Linked DNA regions of Hordeum vulgare: regions 1, 2 and 4 are each linked to region 3. A link is a contact called in public Hi-C data. All regions are on one chromosome and are shown on one strand. The core of a region is the stretch at or near the end of the contact, and the rest is flanking DNA. Distances in the headings are between cores, read along the strand shown. Region 1 has its middle 96 kb from the start of LOC123402772. Region 2 holds the start of LOC123403239. Region 3 holds the start of LOC123402791. Region 4 holds the start of LOC123402772.

Region 1 (3,620 bases), core at 50-2,549, 710 kb after region 3:
CATAACATAGCGTTTGCGGGGGGAGCTTCATGTTCAACACCAAGTGGAGTGAGATCAAGTTGGAATGCTGTGTGGAAATCTTCAATACCCCAGAAGATGAAAATCACAGCTTGGAAGGTAGTTTCGGCGCCCTACCAACAACGCAATGCAAGAAGTTCAGACATATATCCACGCACTCCACCTGTCCCTTATGTGGCGTGGAAGAGGAGGGCTCCTTTCACGCGCTAGTTGCTTGCACAAACGCGTGTCTAATCTGGCTGCATATGAGGACTAGATGGCCTCTCCCCTCTGATGAGCTTCTAATTGACAGTGGCAAGGAATGGTTACTACAGTTGCTGGTAAACTGTACTGATGTGGTAACGGACATGGTGATCATGGTAGTTTGGCGAATTTGGCAACTGCGTACAGATCAATCACATGGCAAGGAAATCCCACCAACGGCTGTCACGGTGGAGTTCCTCGACAGCTATTACAGGTCCATCAAACTAGCTGGCCGTTTTAGCACGGAGGAAATAATCAAAGGAAAAATGCCAATATCTGTCGATTGCTCAGTTCATATACACAAAGTGAAACCCCCGTCTATGCCATGGCCTGCGCCCCAGCCGGGCTACGTTGCCCTTTCCGTCGATGGGTCCTTCCTGGACTCCGATGGGTCAGCTGTTGCTGGCATGATACTCCGCGATGATAAAGGCAAGATTATTTTTTCAGCGTACCGTTATATCTTTCATTGCAATGATCCGTTAGAAGCGGAAATACACGCCCTCATGCAAGGGATGGCGTTGGCTATACAAAATACTTCGCTTCCGGTGGTCGTTCAATCAGATTCAGCTCAAGCTCTTTCAATCCTGTCTAATAATGGCCTGGTGAAGTCAGCTTATGGGCAGTTGGTTCTTGAGATTAAAGAGTTGATGAGTACGAGGGAGTTTTTACCCCAGAAAATTCACCGTAATCAGAATTGTGTCGCAGATCGTTTGGCCACGTACAACCGATCCGAGAGAACCACAGCTGTGTGGTTACAGTCGGCTCCACCTTGTATTGAGAATTTGTGGCCTCTTGATTGTAACACTATAACATTGCAACGAAAACTCCCTTTTCCGGCAAAAAAAAGGGAGGTGATGTATATGTAGAGGTGGGTGCCGTGTGCACTGACGAAAAGGCATGGGAACCCGACATCAATGACTATTCCTTCACACGAGAAAAAGGAGCTCATTCCTCACTCGGCGACGAGTGGCACACACCCGAGTCAACATTCGCAAACTTCCTGTATGCCCGACCTGTCAGCCACCCACCATAGCACCGGCGTGTCCCCATCATCTCCGGGCGCATCCGTGCTCACATCACCGCGTGCGTACGCACCTAGCCATCGAGGCCAACCGTGCGCCCCAAACAATCAGCCACAGACTTTTCGGCGGCCGTGCTTCGAACGCGATAAGAGAATGTTCCGTGCGTGAAAGCGGCGGACCGATGCGAGATGACAGTACTGTGGCCAGGAGCGTTCCCAATATACTGGCGGCAGCAGCAAATCCATTACTACTCTTAAACATGTTGATCAACTGAAAATCATACACTGTTTCTGATTAAATGTTTGTTCTACTAATTTTTGTTAGAGCATCTACAGTCCAACTTGTAAATCCGGTCCTCAAATATCCACAAACGCGTTCGATCATTCATCGGGTATGTTCCTTTTAAGCCTTTATTTTTTCGTCTGCGCAGCCGTACCTTTCATATTTTTTCTTACATGTTCGGTCACTCATGATTGATGAAAAAGAAAAAAAATGAATAAAAAATAGAAAAGGTGGTTCGGGGTGGAATCGTGTCCTACGAAATGGATTGACTAGGATTGCCCGGGCTCGTCCGCGAACCCTTCTATCATCCCCATATTTGAAATGAATAAAGGGATGTTGGTTAGTCCGGGTATTTCAGATGAGTATGAGGGGTCTGATTGGATCAAATTTTTGTGACCGGTCACGGACTGGGTGGGCTACTCGAGTGTTTGAGACGGATTTAAGGGGTCCAACTGTACACACTCTTACTAGATAATTTTGTGAGAAAAGTTGCAAGTAGAATTAGGCAAAACTTGTCGTTTGGCCGACTCTTTATAATCGAGTAAACACAAAAGGATTACTTAGAAAGAAGTCTTTTGTTATAAGTTGGAATGAAAATTGTACAGAATTTCTACACCACTTGCTTTAGGACTGCACTTATGCTCAACAATGATGGCTCTAGGTCTTCCCAAAAAGAATACATAGGCATCTCTCTCTCTTCGATGCAGTTTCACTTCTTTATCAAAGGGAAACGCTTCTCATCATACGTCTGATGGAAAGAAATCGTCAGACCAATCGTTTGCCGTTGATTATGTTTTATCCCACAGCCATAATGTTGTAACAAATTCTGTTGTAACCTCCCATAACTCTTTCCTAATTTCTTGCGTCGGTCCTCCCTTGTGGAATTAATTGTTGCTTCCACCTCCCACAACCCCGCATTCTATTCCTTCAGGCCCATCATCCCCGTCTATTCAGCACTTCCGATCCAGAGCACAGGTACGCCGTTCTCCATTGATTCATCGACGAGCCCACCTCCCAGTCGTTCTCTGCAGTACACATCTTCCTCCCTAATCCAAGGTAAAGATCTTGCCGAGATTATGCTCATCCATCCCCACCCTGCTGCGCCGTCGCCGATTTAGAACTCTTTGTTGGCTTTCAACAACCGCACACTAGGACAAGGGGAGGCTTTTCAGCGGCGCGGCGAAGGTTGTTGTTGCATGTATCCGGATGTCTTCCTTCACCTCTCATCTCCTTCGCTAGCGTATGATTCCTTTATGTCCAGATCTTGTAGTTCAAATTCTATGCCCCCATCTTCTTTTTAGTAACATATAATTTTTAGTTCATATGCTTCTTCTGTTTAAATAGTTGCTTCCATGAAAACTACTTCTTCTTTTTTGCATTTCTGTTGTAAACATTGCCTTGTAAGCATTCTAGAGATCTCCCCCATTTTGTTCGTATTTATTCAAAGGATTTTTCTACCTGTGTTGTATGATTGTGTTCTCGGATTATAAGCAGCACATGGAAGGTAGCAAGGTATCCTAACTCCCGTCGAGCTTGTACTGGGGTGGTCTCCTTGCCTTTTATCCTTATTTCTTGCATAGATATCCATGGTAGTGAATTTATGTTTCAGCCATTACCACTGTGCCCTTATTTTAATGTATATACATTCTCCTTCAACCAGTATTTATTTGTGCTTCAATTAGTATTTGTGTACGCTTCAACCACGATTGGTGTTTGCTTCTTTCACTGTAGTTGTTGTACATACATTTCAGTCATCAGTGAACCTTTTTTTTATATGTGTTTCCATGATAGTAAACTTTGCTTCAACCATTGCCCATGTATGCTTCTTTTATCATATAGACATTTTGGTCCAACCAATTTAACTGTGTGCTTTCAACAATGGCTAGTGTGGCTTCTTTTACTAATAATGTTTTAACAAAATGGTAAGAAGGCCCCTAAATTTTTTATTGATATTGTTAAACATACATTTTGCTTCTCGCAACAAAATATTAGTTTCGACAAATAATACTAGTCTGTGCTTAGATGTTTGCGGCTGATGTTTCTGTTGTACAGACA
Region 2 (3,277 bases), core at 538-3,037, 940 kb after region 3:
CGTGGACACGACCTATAAAGGCGAGGAGGCGGCTTGCATTGTTCTTATCTCTTGCAATCTTAGGGCATCTCTAAAGTGGATTCTTAAATCGCTTGCAAATGTTTGGATTGTGATGTTCATCAGACGCAATTTACCATTCAACATTGTTCGGCATCGGTTTGAGGACAAGTGGCATGTTTGTCTTTCGCAAGTCAAAAGCACTCTGACAACCCGGCCCATTAGTTCGGACCCTGCATCTTCATACTTCCCCTCTTGCTCTCTATCCTCTTCCTTCCTTGCCGACATTGCCGCTCTACCACGCCGGTTGCCCGCCAAGCCCTTCCCGGACCTCCGTGGCCTCCATGGCTACAGCCGGTCGGCAGGTCGTTTGTCCCGTGTCCCCGGTCTACACATCTTGTTCGTCCGTTGCGTAGGTACGTACTATCTATCCCTACGCGCTTGGGGGTGGGGGGAGGAGGAGCGCCCGACAAGTGTTTGTTGAAATTTTCGTGTTAAATTTTTGTCCCTTCTTTGAATAAATGAATTTGACTATGGAAATACATATATGAGCACTATGTTGTGTCATCCGATGATTCGGCCGATGAGGAGGATTATTCTCAATTTCAAGGGTTTGATCAAGGGTCATCAAGTGCCCAACTAGAACATAGCATGTGGGCATTTGACATTCATGGACAACTTTGCCCCTGGTGCCCTTTTCGCGAATAATTTTCGCTCGTGTTGATCGCTTCCATAATGGTATTCAGTCCTACGATGACTTGTTCATTTAAAAAAAGAACATCATAGGAAGGATTTGATTCTCTCGTCACAACTGTATTGCGGATGCTTGCATATAACACAACAACAATATATGGGATGAGTAGCTTCGCATTCATGCCAAGATAGTTCGGTCCCATATTTAAACTAGTTTCATTGTAGGAGATATAAAACAGAAAAAAATATACAATATATATTTTACGCAAATAAACAAAATACCATACAAATTAGATAACAACTCAGGAATCAGTTTGTTGGCATTTTCTATTGTACCGTATATACACACGGGGAGATATTTACAATATCTTTCCCAGTTTCGTTTCTTTCTTTCCGGCCTAAATCTACAAAAATCAATTTAACGTTGACTTAGGCTTAGGTGTTAGGACTCAGGAATTAAGAATGGTTCCAAATTTGAAGGAACAAAAATTGCTTCAGTCAGCAGCCTCCTGTATGACGCTCACTGGCACTGCTCGGAGCACGCTTCAGCCTCAGCCGCGACCGCACGGCGAGCTTCCCGTTGCTCTTCTTCGCCGGACTCACCGACACCGCGAACTCCCCGAGCGTCCGCTCGTTAAGCTTCACGTTGAACAGGACGTCTTCGCTGTCGCCGCGCCGCTCAGGCCTCTTGGCCGCGGTCGCACGCACGGCCAGCGCGGCCATGTCGGCGCTCGAGAGCGGCCGCCCGAGCACCGCGGCCGGGAGCAGGAAGTATATTTGACCCGGCCGGTGCAGCTCGTCGTAGGCCAGCGCCGGTGGGGGTTCGTTGAAGTAGAGCGCGTCGGAGTTGCACACGAAGAAGGAGGTGGCGTCGCCGCCGAGAACGTCGGAGACGGTGACTCCGGGACTCGCCGGGAGCTCCTTCAGCGAGCCGTCGGCGGCGATGACCCTGACGGGCGCCGGATGGTGTGGCTGCTGCGAGAGGGTTCCTCGGTGGGTGGAAGAGCAGGAAAGCTTGGCGCCCATGGAATATTTGCAGGTGTGCCGTGCGTGGAAGTGTGAGTTTTTTTATCGTCGACTTCGTTTGAACTTTGGATGTTGGATGTGGAGACGAAAAGGAGGTGATGTAATATGTAGAGGTGGGTGCCGTGTGAACACAGACAGCGACGACTATTCCTTCACACGAGAAAAAAGGAGCTCATTCCTCACTCGGCGACGAGTGGCACACACCCGAGTCAACACTCGCGAACTTCCTGTGTACCTGACCTGTCAGCCACCCACCATGGCACCATGTGTCTCCATCATCTCCGGCGCATCCGTGCTCGCATCACCGCGTGCGTACGCACCTAGCCATTGATGCCAACCGTGCGCCCCAAACAATCAGCCACGGACTTTTCGGCGGCCGTGCTTCGAACGCGATAAAAAAAAAGTTCCGAGCGTGAAAGCGGCGGACCGATGGAAACACCTAGCCATTACGTGTGGACAATATTGTGGTCGGACGCGTTCCCAATACGGTGGCGGTAGCACCAAATTCATTAAGTCATGTATAATGGTTGATAAAATAGTTTTATCTTAAATCTTGCATTTATTTAAAAATAACAAAAAAAAGTTTATGATAAGACATCTCTTACCATTATCTTCTACTTCCTCCATTCCTAAATATAAGTCTTTGTAGAGATTCTACTAGTAGACTACATACGAATATACATAGACATATTTTAAAGTATAGATTCACTCATTTTGCTCCGTATGTAGACTCTTAGTGAAATCTGTTAAAAGAATTATATTTAGGAACGGGGGGAGTACTAGCAAAAGAGCCCGTGGGTTGCAACGGAAAAAAAATAACACACATTTTTAATTCAATAACCACGACTTAACAGGCCCGCATCTTTTAGTTCCAAATGGCATCACATTTATGTTACTGATAGTGACCTGAGTGCTCACACAACGAAAACACATTTGAATGTGGTCAGTCCTAAGGTCTCTCTCTGTCTCTCTCTGTGTGTCAGAAAAATTTAGTACGTTCAGTATGCTTAGTTACAAACGGAGTATACACCAACTCGATGCATATTTAATGAACAAATCAAGAAATAAAAACCTGAAAGAATATTGATTACATGTATTTCAAAAAATTATATTTATGTCTTATGAACTTATATTATTAATGAACATATAATAAGTAAATATGGATATGATCTTACCTGATGTTTCAAGTTGTATGGTCTCTCTCCTTCTCAGTGATGCCCACAATTATTTACATTATGATGAAAATAGTAAAGTATGTTTTATTAATTAATGATGACATATGCGTAAGAGTATTATTTTTGTCTTGCTGATATATTTGGTTTGTAATTGTAATCCAAGTGAAGTCCTAATTTGGTTGCAAAAATATTACACAACTTCAAAAAAAACTAATCAATTCATACGTATATGCATGCCAAATGTTCAAGGTTGCGTATGAACATCGATATTTTTTTTTAAAATCAGCAAAACAGTTTAAAACAATATAAAAATTCAAAGTTAAGCCATTGGTTTACGTAAAGCTTGTATAAGCAACATTGTACATTTTTATACATTAAAAACATTT
Region 3 (3,208 bases), core at 687-3,186:
ATCCCCACACCTTTTGAAGAAGATGCACGTGAAGCCGCGAGGGCGGATGGCCGCCAAAACCTCCTCCTTAGTCATGCAAATCGTGGGGCTGGGAGTTCAGCTCGTCCCAGTAAAAATCAACGTTGCTCGTACTACCTTTGCTCATGACCTCCAAAAAGTGGCTATGGATAATCTTTTCTTTCTTTTCGTGCTCGATGACCCAACCATTTTCATGATTGATCCTATGGATGTGATTCTTCTTTCTTTTGGCATTGTTATGGCGGTGAATTTTTTTTGTATTAGCATTGTCGTCTTTGAGGTTAGCTATCCTAGCAATTGGCGCTTACGTACCCTTTACAGGACTGCAAGGCTAATCACCCGTCTCTTCAGCCTAGCACACAGGTCCACCTTCGCGGGGAAAGGGGCCGATCCTCTTGTGTCATGTCCAAACAAAGAATGACCATGCACTGCGCCTGAATGAAGCAAGCACATCTTCTCCAGGGATCCAATTGTGGATGCTTTAAGCCTCTAACCGACTGCTTTCGCCTCCCGCGATGAGCGGCACTATCGTGCTCGCATCGCCGTCCAGTCTTCCTCGGAACGGCCGCCCCGACCATACCGTGAAATGCCACTATCCCGTTTCTTCAGCGCCAGCAACGATCCCGCACTGTGGGGTATAGAGTCTGCTAAAAATTTAACAACTCAAAAATTATTTTGCATTCTGTAGTTTTCCATATACTAGTATTCTAGTTCTAGTGAATTATACTTTCTTCGTTCCTAAATATAAATCTTTTTAAAGATTTCATCAGAAGACTACACATGGAGCAAAATGAGTGAATCTATATTCTGAAGTATATCTATATGTCTAAAGTATTTCTAAAGTATATCTATATGTCTATATGTCTAAAGTATGTCTATATGTCTGAAGACTACATACGGAGCAAAATGAGTAAATCTATACTCTAAAGTGTATGTAGTGCTCTAGTCAAAGCTTAAAAAAGAAACTATACTCGCTCCGTCCGAAAATACTTGTCACAAGAATGAATGCATCTAGATGTATTTTATTTTAAGATACATCCTACTTTATAAATTTTTGCGACAAATAATTTCGGACGGAAAAAGTATTTAGGAACGACACGTATTCACATACTGTTTCGCAGAATTCATGTTCTTGTTATCCTAAATCTACTAAACCAATTAAATATTTGGGCTTCAAACAAAACCAAAAACTAAAATAAAAAAACACTAGTAGTAGTAGTATTTACAACTTTTTGAGGTACGCTTCATTCAGCAACCTCTTGAATGATACTCAGAGCGCGCTTCAGCTTCATCTTCAGCCGCGACCGCGCTCCCACGACGGCGATCTTTTCTTCGCTCTTCGGCGACACAGCGAACTCCCCGAGCGTCCGCTCGTTAAGCTTCTCGTTCAGCAGAACGTCCTCGCCGTCCTCCAACTCCTCGTGCACCGGCATGACGCGCACCTTCTTCTTCCCGCCGCTGAAGCGCCCCCGCCTCTGCTGCGGCTTCTTGTCCGCGATCGCCGAGCTCGCGCGCACCGCAAGCGAGACCATCTCGGCGCTCGACAGCGGCCGCCGTTGCAACGCCGCCGGGAGCACGAAGTATATCTGTCCCGGCCGGAGTACCTCGCCGGATGCCAGCGCCGGAGGGCTCTGGTCGAAGTAGAGCGCGTCGGAGTTGCACACGAAGAAGGACGCGGCGCTGCCGCCGAGGACGTCGGAGACGGTGACGCCTGGGCTGGCCGGGAGTTCCTTCAGCGAACCGTCCGCGGCAATGACCCTGACAGGCGCCGGTTGGCGTGGCTGCTGCGAGAGGCCGCCTCGGTGGTTGGAAAAGCAGGAAAGCTTCGCTCCCATGGAATCTTTGCCTGGGTGCAAGTGCTGAGAATATTTTTTGGGGTTCGTTGGGACTTGATGTGGAGGGACTAATGGATGGTGGCGTATATATAGAGGTTATGTGCTGAGATCAGAGAAGTGACAAGGAAAGGGAGACATATCATTTCAATCCTTTGCTTCTTGTCCAATTGTGTAACTGCACATGCACTGCTTGGAAATTCCTTCCCTTTCCTTTTTAGAGAAAACTTTTGGAGCACCAGTATTCTGTCCAGCCTCGTATAAAAAAAATCACATGCACTAGATTTTGAGGAGCAAAATACTCACTACTTTACACTGTTCATTAGCTAAGGACGAGGAGGAGGAGGAAGTGAAGGTTCGATTTTGATCCAAGAATCTAGATTAATTCGACTGAACGCATTTTTTTTCAGCCTTCCGTGTAATAGTTGGCCGCATAAACGTACACCCCATGGATGTTTGAACCTTTATAACTCTCACATCTCATAGAGTCACGCAAGGGAAAAAATAGCATGTATCATTGCGTTGCATTGAAAAGTAGGAGTAGTGTGTATATCTGCAGATGTAGATCCTGCCAAGCAATCTCCTCTCAGGGAATAGCAGGGACAATTCTAGGGGGGACAAGTGGGGGCTAGACCCCCTAACAAATTGATTTTTCTATTATAATAATGATTGTTGTAGCAAATTTTTGTTACTTTATATAAACTTTGCATCCTTCATAAACAAACTTGCCCCCTTCTATGTTTGTATGTTGGCTTCGTCCCCGGGAAATAGAAACATAGCTTGGTTAAATATAATCTTCGCCAATCTACAAAACTAAATCTCTACAGTCATTGTAATGCAAAATTCACAAGGCAAGAAGGGGAAAGCAAAGCCAGGGGAGCTATCGTGGGCGCTGACGCACGCCATTGCCGCGTTTGTGCATGTGCCAGATAGGTACCCACTGTTTCACCATTTAATCTGGAAACCTGGCATGCAGACAGCGACGATTATTCCTCCGCCGGACAGAAGCTGCTTATTCCTCCGCGAACACTGACCGGTGAGAGTGACTCATCCGGACAATGGACGATCGCGTCAGCGCATCCGTGCGCCCCAAACAATCTCCACGGGCTTCATTTTCCCGCACGCGCCGGCGCCGCGGCTTCGCCAGCGCTTCCATCGCCAGCCGCAACGGGATGATATTATCTGGACCTCAGCGGTAACCGGCTGTGGCCGGGCGATTACTGTTCAACGCCCCCGGCCCGACAAGTAGGTAAGATTGATGCCTCTGCGGACTGCGGTGATCTGGGTCGTGGTCGTGGTCGTCGCTTCGTTGCCTTTCTCCATCGATCAGTCGTGGATGCTCAAGACAGTGATACGCC
Region 4 (3,205 bases), core at 12-2,511, 610 kb after region 3:
GTGAAACCATAAATTTCAGGAGCCCAAATTAATGATGTCCATGACAATATTTTCAGGCTGTGTTTGATAAAGAAGTGAAACTGCATCAAAGAGAGAGAGAGACGCGTGTGTATTCTTTTTGGGAAGACTTAGAGCCATCATTGTTGAGCATAAGTGCAGTCCTAAAGCAAGTGGTGTAGAAATTCTGTACAATTTTCATTGCAACTTATAAGAAAAGACTTTTTTCTAAGTAATTCTTTTGTGTTTACTTCATTATAAAGAGTCGGCCAAACGATAAGTTTGTGCCTAATTCTACTTGCAACTTTTCTCACAAAATTATCTAGTAAGAGCGTCTACAATTAGACCCGTTAAATCCGCCTCAAACGCTTGGGTAGTCCGTCCGGTCAGTGATCGGTCATAAAAAATCAATCCAGTTAGACACCTGATACTCATCTCAAACACCTGGACTAACCAACAACCCTCGTATTTATTCTAAATATGGGGACGATAGGAGGGCTCGCGGACAAGCCCGGGCACGGCCGATCAATCCGTTTCGTAGGACGCGATTCCATCCCGGACCACATTTCCTATTTTTATTCATTTTTTCGTTTTTTTTTCAACAATAACGTTCAAGTGGTCGGACATATAAAAAAAATGAAAAATGCGGCTGCATGGACAAAAAAATAAATGCTTAAAACGAACATGCTGGATCAATGATCGATCACGTTCGTGGACATTTGAGGACCGGATTTACATGTTCGGCTCTAGATGCTTTAACAAAAATTAGTAAAACAAACTTTTAATTAAAAACAGTGTATGATTTTCCGTTGATCCACGCGTTGAAGAGTAGTAATGGATTTGCCGCCGCCGCCGCCGCTATACTGGGAACGCGCCCGGCCACAGTACTGTCATGTCGCATCGGTCCGCCGCTTTCACGCACGGAACATTCTCTTATCGCGTTCGAAGCACGGCCGCCGAAAAGTCTGTGGCTGATTGTTTGGGGCGCACGGTTGGCCTCGATGGCTAGGTGCGTACGCACGCGGTGATGCGAGCACGGATGCGCCCGGAGATGATGGGGACACGCCGGTGCCATGGTGGGTGGCTGACAGGTCGGACATACAGGAAGTTCGCGAATGTTGACTCGGGTGTGTGCCACTCGTCGCCGAGTGAGGAATGATCTCCTTTTTCTCGTGTGAAGGAATAGTCATTGATGTCGGGTTCCCATGCCTTTTCGTCAGTGCACACGGCACCCACCTCTACATATACATCACCTCCTTTTCGTCTCCACATCCTACATCCAAAGCTGAAACGAAGTCGACGATAAAAAAACTCACACTTCCACGCACGGGACACCTGCAAAGATTCCATGGGCGCCAAGGTTTCCTGCTCTTCCACCCACCGAGGAACCCTCTCGCAGCAGCAACACCAGCCAGCGCCCGTCAGGGTCATCGCCGCCGACGGCTCGCTGAAGGAGCTCCCGGCCAGCCCCCGAGTCGCCGTCTCCGACGTTCTCGCCGGCGAGGCCGCCTCCTTCTTCGTGTGCAACTCCGACGCGCTCTATTTCAACGAGCCCCCACAGGCGCTGGCCTCCGACGAGCTGCTCCGGCCGGGACAAATGTACTTCCTGCTCCCGGCGTCGGTTCTCGGGCGGCCGCTCTCGAGCGCCGACATGGCCGCGCTGGCCGTGCGCGCGAGCGCGGCGATCGCGGCAAAGAGGCCTGAGCGGCGGCGCGGCGGCAACAAGAACCTGCGCGTCATGCCCGTGCGCGAGGAGGTGGAAGACAGCGAGGATGACCTGTTCAACGAGAAGCTTAACGAGCGGACGCTCGGGGAGTTCGCGGTGTCGTCAAGTCCGGCGAAGAAGAGCAGCGGGAAGCTCGCCGCCCCGTCGCGGCTGAGGCTGAAGCGTGCTCTGAGCATCATCCAGGAGGCTTCTGACTGAAAAAAAACGAGAATTATCCAGCAGGCTGCTGACTGACTGACGCATTTCTCCGAGAGAAAGATTGTGTTGTTGATTTTTTTCCCTTCAAATTTTGGAACCATTCTTAGTTCTTGAGGCCTAACGGCCTAAGTCGATATTAAATAGTTTTATGTAGATTAAGGTCGGAAAGAAGAAAAAAACTGGGAAAGAGACTGTAAATATCTCCCTGTGTGTATAGTACTACGATAGATGCAAGACTACCAGGAATGCGAAAAACTGATTCTTGAGTTGTTATCTAATCTGTATTTGTAATATTGGTGTCATCTCACTATATATATTTTTCCTGCTTTGTCTGCTACGATGCAAGTAGTGCATCTCTAGGTGGGAAAACAAAATGGGTTCTCGAACTTTCTTAGGATGCGTTTGGTTACAGGGACATGTTAGGGTGGTTGAGAGTATCCCAACCACGTGATAAGGGATAGTCCTTTTTTTGTTTGATTGAAAGGGTAATGTTATCATATGTTTTGTTTGGTTTGAGGGATACAAATGAAGGATAAGGGTGCAGAGAACCTCCAGTGTAGTTGCGCCGCTCCTCAAGGAATCCTTCTCCGCCTCGGCAGCACGAAGGAAGGAGACGAGCGGTCGGCGACGCAGAAGAGAGAGAAATGAGCGACGACGCACAGGAAGGAGCGGAGTGCCCAGTGGAGCGGAGGAAGGGAAGGAGCGGTCGGCGACGCAGAGGAAGAAGAGGAGCGGCCGGTGACGTGGAGGAAGGAGAGTAGCGGCCGTCGACGCGGAGGAAGGAGAGGAGCGGTCGGCGGAGCAGAGAAAGGAGAGGAGCGGCCAACCAATGAATGCAGTGACGCGCGTGGGGTGGATGCCGCGACCCGCCAGTTTTTCACGATGGACCCAGCCCCATTTTGGGCGAATATTCTTGGCATCTAGTTGCGCGTGTCCTCCCAAGCTTCGGATTCAAACTGGTGGCATCCTTCGCATGGAAGATAGAAGTGTTGGAAATATGCCCTAGAGGCAATAATAAATTAGTTATTATTATATTTCTTAGTTCATGATAATTGTTTATTATCCATGCTATAATTGTATTGATTGGAAACACAATACTTGTGTGGATACATAGACAAAACACTGTCCCTAGTAAGCCTCTAGTTGACTAGCTCGTTGATCAAAGATGGTCAAGGTTTCCTGGCCATAGGCAAGTGTTGTCACTTGATAACGGAATCACATCATTAGGAGAATCATGTGATGGACTAGACCCAAACTAATAGACGTAGCATGTTGATCGTGTCA

What was found. A called contact is a pair of places that touch in the nucleus more often than the background predicts.
Region 1: a Hi-C map of leaf shows a contact between it and region 3, with 4 times the contacts expected there. The contact joins the enhancer-like site here to the promoter of LOC123402791 in region 3. A contact is called at or near these places in 2 of 6 Hi-C or Micro-C datasets (both in leaf).
Region 2: a Hi-C map of seedling shows a contact between it and region 3, with 5 times the contacts expected there. The contact joins the promoter of LOC123403239 here to the promoter of LOC123402791 in region 3. A contact is called at or near these places in 4 of 6 Hi-C or Micro-C datasets (leaf and seedling).
Region 4: a contact with region 3 is called in a Hi-C map of seedling, with 6 times the contacts expected there. The contact joins the promoter of LOC123402772 here to the promoter of LOC123402791 in region 3. A contact is called at or near these places in 3 of 6 Hi-C or Micro-C datasets (leaf and seedling).

What each region holds. Positions count from the first base shown.
Region 1 is chr6H:156,421,605-156,425,224 of MorexV3_pseudomolecules_assembly, reverse strand. No RefSeq gene overlaps it. Among protein-coding and RNA genes, the nearest start is that of LOC123402772, 96 kb to the left of the region's middle. Within about 2 kb of position 1,299, at least 2 of the 3 cell types and tissues checked have open chromatin away from gene starts, as enhancers often do. A contact at or near this core is called in leaf, where this site is marked.
Region 2 is chr6H:156,187,887-156,191,163 of MorexV3_pseudomolecules_assembly, reverse strand. LOC123403239 reads right to left here and starts at 1,787. Exons shown (of 1, transcript XM_045097184.1): 1 at 922-1,787. The coding sequence starts at 1,716. The coding sequence ends at 1,189.
Region 3 is chr6H:157,131,931-157,135,138 of MorexV3_pseudomolecules_assembly, reverse strand. It overlaps LOC123402791, which reads right to left and starts at 1,936. Exons shown (of 1, transcript XM_045096753.1): 1 at 1,086-1,936. The coding sequence starts at 1,853. The coding sequence ends at 1,263.
Region 4 is chr6H:156,517,685-156,520,889 of MorexV3_pseudomolecules_assembly, reverse strand. LOC123402772 reads left to right here and starts at 1,261. Exons shown (of 1, transcript XM_045096732.1): 1 at 1,261-2,212. The coding sequence starts at 1,346. The coding sequence ends at 1,921.